2 separate regions of the Mus musculus genome follow, and region 1 is linked to region 2. Evidence: chromatin contacts called from public Hi-C data. All regions are on one chromosome and are shown on one strand. The core of a region is the stretch at or near the end of the contact, and the rest is flanking DNA. Distances in the headings are between cores, read along the strand shown.

Region 1 (4,099 bases), core at 1,031-3,530, 760 kb before region 2:
ATTCTTTCACCCTATGGATGTCTTCTTTATCTGCCCTCCCTCCCTCCCCCAAGTCTCGGGACAGGAGAAGTTGGTAAATGTAGGACACACAGAGCCCTAACCCAACTTCCAACTTTTAAAATGCTCTACAGTTTCACAGCCCCTGTCTCTCAGGGTTCATTCTGGAAAACAAAACAACGTTGCATGAGGACATGAGACGTTAATTTGTTAAAATTTAAATTCAACAGCAAGTTTAAAATATCATGCAAGCTTAATTCAAGCTACGAACAGTACCAATCTAGAGCAAAGCTTGAGTAGGTTTTATTCAGCTTTTATCCTATATGCTTTGAGTATACAAAAAAGCAGCACATTTCAAAATAGGCATTAGGTCTCCCCTCCTCTCCCTCCCCCTCTCCCTCTAGCCCTCCCCCTCTCCCTCTCTCCCTCCCACTCTCCCCCTCCTTCTCTCCTCCCCCTTCTCTCTCTCTCCCTTTTCCTCTTCTGCTCCCTCTCCCAGTCCCTGAAAGTATCCTTCTGTGTAGTTCAAGCTGTATCAAAGTCAAAATCCTCCTGCCTCAACTTCCTTAGTGATAAGACTACAGGTGTATTACCATGCCCAGCTACATATCTCTTGAATCTGCGCTTCTCATATATGAAAATTGGTTGATACACTTCTTCCTTTCCCAGAACTGAAGCCTGTGCTGCAGTGTATATTGCACAGTTTATACTAATATTTAACAATTGCTCTCTCTAAGCAAAAAAGCAGTGTCAACATTGAACCAGTGTGCAATGTTTAAATTTTAATTGTGTCCACAAATGCACAAAGACCCTCTAAATATAATGATGTGCGTAGGAAGATCTTCAGAGAAAGGTTAGACAGGATGACGATAGCAGAGAAAGTGGTATAAAGGAAAACAGAAAGACAAGCCCGGAAGAGACAGCTGGTGTTATTGAAGTCGACAATGCACACATTACAGAGGGGCAAGGAAGTGCTATTTTTATTTGAAAAGTAAGAAGACATTGTAATCATCTTCAGGAAGAAGTCGTAAAGCAAAGAGGGCATGATAGCTGTTTGAAAGGCAATTAGGCTATCTCTTGGAGGAGATGGGAAATAGATTCCAGAAGAAATGCAAGGAACCCTTTTGACCCCATCATGTGTCAGTACTTCACCAGCCCGGAGCCCCCGTGGAGCTGATGTGTTAGAGATGGCTCTGGGAGAGATGTCAAACCAGGAGAAAAGCAGCAAGGGGTGAGGTGTTGGGAACAATAGAGAAAAGGGTTCGTGGGTGCTCTTCCATATGTTGCTGATGGCAGGTGGCAGTTCTGTCTGGGTTGCAAGCTGTGTATATGATAAGCGTGCGACAGTGAATCTGCAGAATCCTATTTTTCATGTTTTGGCTCTACCTAATGACTCGTTACAAAAAAAAAAGGACTTACAAAACATACCTACCTGGATAATTGGTTAGGCCTGCCTGGTATTTGTCATTCTTTCCAAATTCACCAACTGATTATTCATGTCACCTTTTAGTGTAGGTTACTTTCAACTCGGTGCTGCTCACACAGGGGTTCAGAGTACCCACTGATGGGGTGCTGTCTTTAGCACCATCAACCATAGAGGTTTAGCAGCATCCCTGGCTCTTGCTCCTGAATGTTAGTAGTCTCCTCCAGCCACGCCTGAAAGTTTCCAAATGCTACTGGCCGTAATGAGTCAGAATAACTTTTGGTTAAGAACTATGTTGTTCCCTGAAGTAGAAAATAAAGGGATGGTTTTCACTAGCCATATTCCAGCAGAATGTCATGAGCACGCTTACAGACCGTCACAAAGCTGGTCATCTGGCTTCAGATCTCAGCCTCCCACCCCTGCTTTATGGCTCAAATGACAAATGTTGTCTTTTGGAGCCACCCCGCAGAGCCATCCAAGACACCAGGAGCCGTGTTAATTGTTCTCCAGACAAGCTACCACTCTGAGCGCAAGGTGTTATTGCTGCTTTCTAGAAATGAATTAAACCAACTCAAACAAATTATAAACTCTGCAGGGCTCCATATCAAAAGGAAACAGGCAAGATGGGTTTGAAAGAGAACCATCCGCTTTCCCCTAACATGCGGATTTTCAAATCTGTCAAATTTATTTTTAAGGTCTGCAGCAAAGGCATATTAATACCTCTTATCTGTGCCAGGTGTCAGGCAGATTTAAATATCATGCCTTGATGGGAAGAGACGAAATGGAGGCTCCATGAGTAACTAGTCTGGATGCTTCCATGACAACCGTACCTGGTTTCCTTTGGAAATGTAGCCCTGTGTGCTGGATCCAGACCAACCACTGGAGGTCACCCTAGCCCTATCGTAAAGTTTCACGGTGTACAGAAGTACATCACTGAGAGAATCCTAGGCTAGATTAGCTGCAGAAGCTCCAGGGGGTGCAACAGGACTTCCTGAATATTCTGAGATCCTGTGAGGGTGAGGACAAACAAAGTGAAAGTTGGCCCCTTGCGAAGGCAGCTGCAGCAGATGAGGTCAGTGTGGTGGGCAGACGCCTCTATTTATGAGCTTCTGGGGTTCTACTGTTTGTTTCCAATCTCTAGCAATCACAACCTACTGGAACCATCTTTGCCAAACTGCAGAACTTCGTGGTAATGATGCTTACCTACTAAAATCCTTAGCCAATGACTTGTCTATCACCGTAACACAATACTAGAGGTTGGGTTCTTTATGAAGAACAGTTACTTAGCTCACTGTTTCAAAGGTAGAACGTTCATGTTGTCTGGTGAAGACTTTTCTTGCCCTGTAGTGACTTGGTAAAAGGGGATGAGGCAAAACAGAATAAGCACTTGCTGCAGAGTCTGCTTCCTCAACAAAGCCACTCCTGAGCCAATCCATTAATGAGCTAAGCCCTCACAGCTCCATGATCTCTCAAATGCAAACATCGTAACTATCCTTACCATAAGATCGTGTGCATTAAGTTTCCAATACATGAAATCAGGAAATTTGTTCAGACCATACCAAAGAATATGCCAAAGAGTATACAGAGACAGCCTAGCTTCCTTGCCTTGGAGATGAGTGGCTCTGTGGTGATTTAGCATACAGGAGCATAGCTCAAGTCCTCTCTGGGGTCAGGCCAGAGCCAGCCACCAAGACTTTACCTGAGGTGGCATTCTGGCTGAGTTCCTTCCTTTTCCTGTCCTTCTGCTCCATACTATCCACTTCCCCTGAGAGCTATTCTTTGATAAATCACTAAGCATAAGTCTCCACCTTTGGGTCTACTTCTGAGCAAGCTAACCCAATACATCAGTGTATCATCAGTGCTCACGCATGTTGATTCTGGTCATCACCCTAGCTGCTGTATGTGGCACTGAGATTTGTAAGTCCATCCTTTCATAGTGGCCCATAATTCCTGTGGCATTTTTCTACAGGATTGGTAAACATCTACTGCTGCATCCCAGCAGGTCCAACTGATGCCTCTTCTGTCTATTGTCCAAACAGCATGGAAGGCCATTCTTGTGGCTACCTTGTGGATTCTTCATTCTTCTGCCCTTCTCCACCTCTTTTGCCCTTTCAACCCCCTAACACTAGATAGAAGAGAAAAAAGGACAGAGGGAAAAAGTGGGGTAACATTATCGTTATGCTGCTTCCAGCTGATTTATGAGCATCAAGTTTCTTGGGGCAAGTTTGACCTTCACTGTATACCTAATTTTTATTATTATTATTATTATTATTATTATTATTATTATTATTATTATTACTATTATTATTATTTTGTGCATGACTACTTAAAAAATTGCAACCAACACCAACCAACCAACAACCAGCAACCTACCCTGACTCTCAGGCCCTAGCATTTATATGCCCTCTGAAAAGTGCCCAGATTCTAAACATCACACAGTTGTAGACACTATCTGCCACTGGCAAAATCACGCCCTTGCTAGAGCACAAGTCAAATCATAGTCAGCTGCCGTGGACAATCTGAAGTAGGCCTATACCCCACACCTAGGATTAAAACTAAAATGTATCATTTTTAATGCTTTTTAAAGAAACCAAAATTGTCACGACAAGGGCTGGTGGTGCTTCTTCTCAGGAACCAAAGCCCTGTGCAGTCCATCCATCCGTGGGGGTCGCCGACAGT
Region 2 (3,951 bases), core at 251-2,750:
AGAGGGGAGCCTCATCGTTCTCTATTATCAGCCATCCTTCAATGCAAAACATTTATGAAAAGCCTCTATAAAAGATTACATTTTTATTTGTTACACCCACTGAGAACATTCATCCTGCGTTCATCTTCCTGCAAGTCAAGTTTTGCTTCAGACCTTGTCATGTGTTGATGATAGCAGTAAATTAATCGCTCAGTCTTCGGAGTCTGCCTGGCAAGTCAACTTCCCATCCCACTCTAGAGGCACATTCCGGTTTTAAAAGGGGACTTACTCTGTTCTGACTGTAGTGTCCTCTGCAGCTGCGGTGTATGTGTCTGGCCAATCTTCAGAATTGGTATATCTCTAGATCCCTGCATTGTCACTCAAAGAGGAACTGATTAGTGTACCCAGGACAACAAAAGGCCTTCTAATCAAGCATTGCAGCTCATTCCTCTTATGGCAGTTTACAAAGGAAAGTCTCTTCTCCCAAGTCTTGGTAATGGGCAACCGAATGAGGGAAGCCTGCTTGTCTTGTGACCCTTCAGACCTGACACCCGAGTTCCAGCCTCCTTCTGGAAGGCATGGGGGATACACATTACCTCTCCTAGTGAGGCTGGGCTTCTCCAGCATTCCATGCGCAGCATGAGTGTCACAGACTTAGGCTCTGTTTCACTTCATTTTAATGAGAACAGAGTTTAATTTAAGTTTCAAACGCTTGCTTTCTCCCATAGATGGGAGCAAAAAGGGCTAAGGCTATGGGATCAACACTGCAATACATATGGCTATTCACAATTCAAGGGTCACCGCCACTCAAAGGTAGGGTGCAAATCTGAATTGCAGCTAATTAATTTAGCCTTCATTATCAACCGTTCTGAACCACAAAGGAAGCTCACCAGCTATTTTCCAATGACTAAGGGATTAAAAAAAAAGCTGAGTGAAATGTCTAAGAGACTTAGCAAACAAACTGTTGGCCATTTGGGGGTATCTTAAGGCTCCCCAAAATGCACCCCATGATTGAAATCAATTAAAAGGAGCCAAAGGCTGACCTGCTGAAGACAAAGAGCTTAAATATCCCACCTACCCAATAAAGGTCCGAAAGATCCCAAAGCCCTGGAGGGAGGCCTCATGAATACTCTTGAGAATTTTTAAATGCCTGCCCCGAAGAAAGAGGGATGTGAGGAAGAGAGAGGTCTCTGCTTCTAAATAATAGTGGCTCTCCTGTGGTTAGGCACAGCCTGTAGGATTTGCGTTTCAAGTTCTTTATTGAAATTGCTCAGGTCTTTTAACAGATCTCCTGTGAGGACTCAAAAGCCTTAAGCTAATTACGCTTGGCTGAGATATGCTTGATGAGATGGGAAAAACAGAGAGCTTTTGAAAGGGTGAAAAATCTCTATCCATCTGCTGGTGGTCTTACGGAAAGAATAATAGAAGAGAGGTGGAGGGCAGCCAGCCAGGGTAGGGAGGCAGAGGACTCCTTTAATTACAGGGTCAATGAGACCATTACCGCTTGGAATGCTGGGAAAGGCCAGCCAGACAAGCTCTGGGAGCTGGGTAGCAGCAGCAGGAGCAGCAGTGCTTAGCTGAATGAGCCCAGCAGAAGACGGGAGCCACAAAGAGGATGGATTTGGAAGGAAGAGAATTTGGTGGGCTTGGAGGAGAAACTCACTTTAAATGAGAAAGGGTAGGTGGTCTGGAGAAAGGAGGAAGGCTCTCAAGTTTCACAACAAAGCTCATCCCCCGCCCCCGCCCCCCTTCCTCCCTGGTTATCTTTGGTCCTGAAAGGCAGCTGCAGATGGAGCCCCAGTGACGTGGTTCTTTCTCTCTGGTGACAGTGAGACAGTTGCTTCTGTTATCCTTGGCAGTGCAGATGAACAGCCTGCATTTGGCTTTCAAATCAATGCCCCAGGTGTTGACTCAATATGGAGAACAGCTTATGTGTGTCTCTCTAAGTTCACTTCGGCTTTTGAGTTCTGTTTTTTTTCTTTTTTTTTCTTTTTCTTTTTAAAAATAACTAATCCCCTCAAATTCAGCCGAGAAAAATGCTTGAGTTTGGAAGACAAACTGACTCAAAGAGAACGGCTTAGATAGAAACCTATTTTACTTTGAATAGGCTAGCTCTTGAAAGTTGAACACCATATGTCGCCAATTCTAATTTATTTATTTATTTTAAAACGCTTGTAAATGTAACACCACTTTTGTTCTCCTGACTCTCGTTTCCTTCTATGTATGAACACGAGCAGAACTACCAGAATAATGTGGATTCAGCCCATTTTTGTCCTCCATTGCTTATTTTCTGCTCAATGAGGCCAGAGAAGAAGAGCTTTGGTGTCGCCAGATTTTGAGACTACACAATTCACATGTGTGTGTGGAGCATGTTATAAACAGTGTTCTTCTCCTATGTCTTCACTGGGTATTATGGTATGGCCTGTATATGCAAGAAAAGCTTGGGAGCGACTGACCTTGCATTGTTCTGTAGTCTTTTACTCATGCTTAAGTCCTGATGAGAGGGGCAATACCTGGAGGAAAGAGTCTTTTATTGGCTCTCTGCTCATGGATCAGACTGTAAACTGTTTCTCAGTTACATGAAAGGAATGGACTCAGGAAAAAGAATTCCCCGTCAGATCCAGAATGGGTAAAGGTATCACACCCACTTCCTATCTCCTCAGATTAATTTTTTTTTTTTGTCCAAAAGTTGGGATTTTTTTTTTTTTTTGATCCAATTTTCCTCCTCCCAGAATAGAATGAAAAACTGTCTTGTAGCAGAGTGGAGATAACCTGGGGCCCAATTCCTCTGCCACTCAAAGACAAGACTGATTGGCCCTTTGATGGCTAAATGTACACATGTTGTAGCCTTTGTCTTGTGGATTTTTCTGAAATTATAAGATGCCCCTGGCATTGGGTGAGTCAGGTCTGGAAATTAGACTTCATTTTTTTTTTTTTTTCTGTATGGGTTCTTTGCCTTTTAGTTTCTTTAAGATACAGGGGAGCTAAGTGGTAGATTTATGGACCTAACTAAACACTCACTTTTGGCCCTACCTCTAGGTCCTGGGAGTCCACAGTGATGTGAAATGAGCGTTTCCATCCGTAGTGCCTTGTGTGAGTTAGCTGGTTTGAAGGATGCACCAAGGCTTTTCTAATTCTATAGGTGTTGTTCTCCTACCACCACCACCACCACCAGCAGAAGCAGCAGCAGCAGCAGCAGCGGCAGCAGGATTTTGCTATAAACACACAACTCTTGATGGGCCTCCGTTTTCAGACCTATTAACTCAGAAACTGGAGGATTAAGTCCCAGCTTGCTCATGCTTAATGCTTCAGGTGATCTGGCTCAACTCAGTTGGAAGCTGTGCTCCTTAATGTGGGAAATGGAATGACTGTTGCCAGGCAAGTATGGACTATGAGCCCCATGCCTCAACGTTTCTCATTTCCTGCTTTTACTGTCTTATCTTTAGGGTTTGGAAATATAATTTGCCAGATATAAATTTGGAAATGTATACAAGGTTTACATGGTCTAAGACTTAGTGACATCTTAATGGCCCCACAAACCATGATTACAGAAGGAATCTACTTGGGGCAGAGATTAGGGATTTGAATATCTAGTGAGTTCCCAGACACTGTTGATGTTATGTGTTGCTGATTCCAGAGTCACATGTTGGGAACTACCATTGATGGATCAGTTTCTCCATCTTTGACTTCTTGTATGTCTATCCTTCTGTTGTGTTTCCTACCTTACGCTGGGTGTCTTGAACAAATGAAAGCTGGATCCATATGTGTGTGTGTGTGTGTGTGTGTGTGTGTGTGTGTGTGTGTGTAATACTGTTGGAAGTGCAGCTGGAATGACAGAGGGGGCTTCTTTGTGATTCACCCCTCCATCCATCTTGGCTTTATTCAAAAGCTCACCCACCAAACAAGATATGAACGGAGAGAGAGAATAAATGGGTATGTTTCCTTTAGTGGTTGTTCTAGGTTTTGATGAAA

The links. Hi-C and Micro-C count contacts between places; a contact is called where the count stands out from the background.
Region 1: a Hi-C map of cortical neurons shows a contact between it and region 2, with 4 times the contacts expected there. The contact joins two enhancer-like sites. A contact is called at or near these places in 2 of 484 Hi-C or Micro-C datasets (cerebral cortex and cortical neurons).

What each region holds. Positions count from the first base shown.
Region 1 is chr2:143,092,147-143,096,245 of GRCm38.p6, reverse strand. No RefSeq gene overlaps it. Among named protein-coding and RNA genes, the nearest start is that of Otor, 16 kb to the right of the region's middle. Within about 2 kb of position 2,280, at least 14 of the 459 cell types and tissues checked have an H3K27ac peak or open chromatin away from gene starts, as enhancers often do. A contact at or near this core is called in cortical neurons, where this site is marked.
Region 2 is chr2:142,332,485-142,336,435 of GRCm38.p6, reverse strand. The region is part of intron 16 of Macrod2 (mono-ADP ribosylhydrolase 2); the gene reads right to left. Among named protein-coding and RNA genes, the nearest start is that of Kif16b, 570 kb to the left of the region's middle. Within about 2 kb of position 1,500, at least 73 of the 459 cell types and tissues checked have an H3K27ac peak or open chromatin away from gene starts, as enhancers often do. A contact at or near this core is called in cortical neurons, where this site is marked.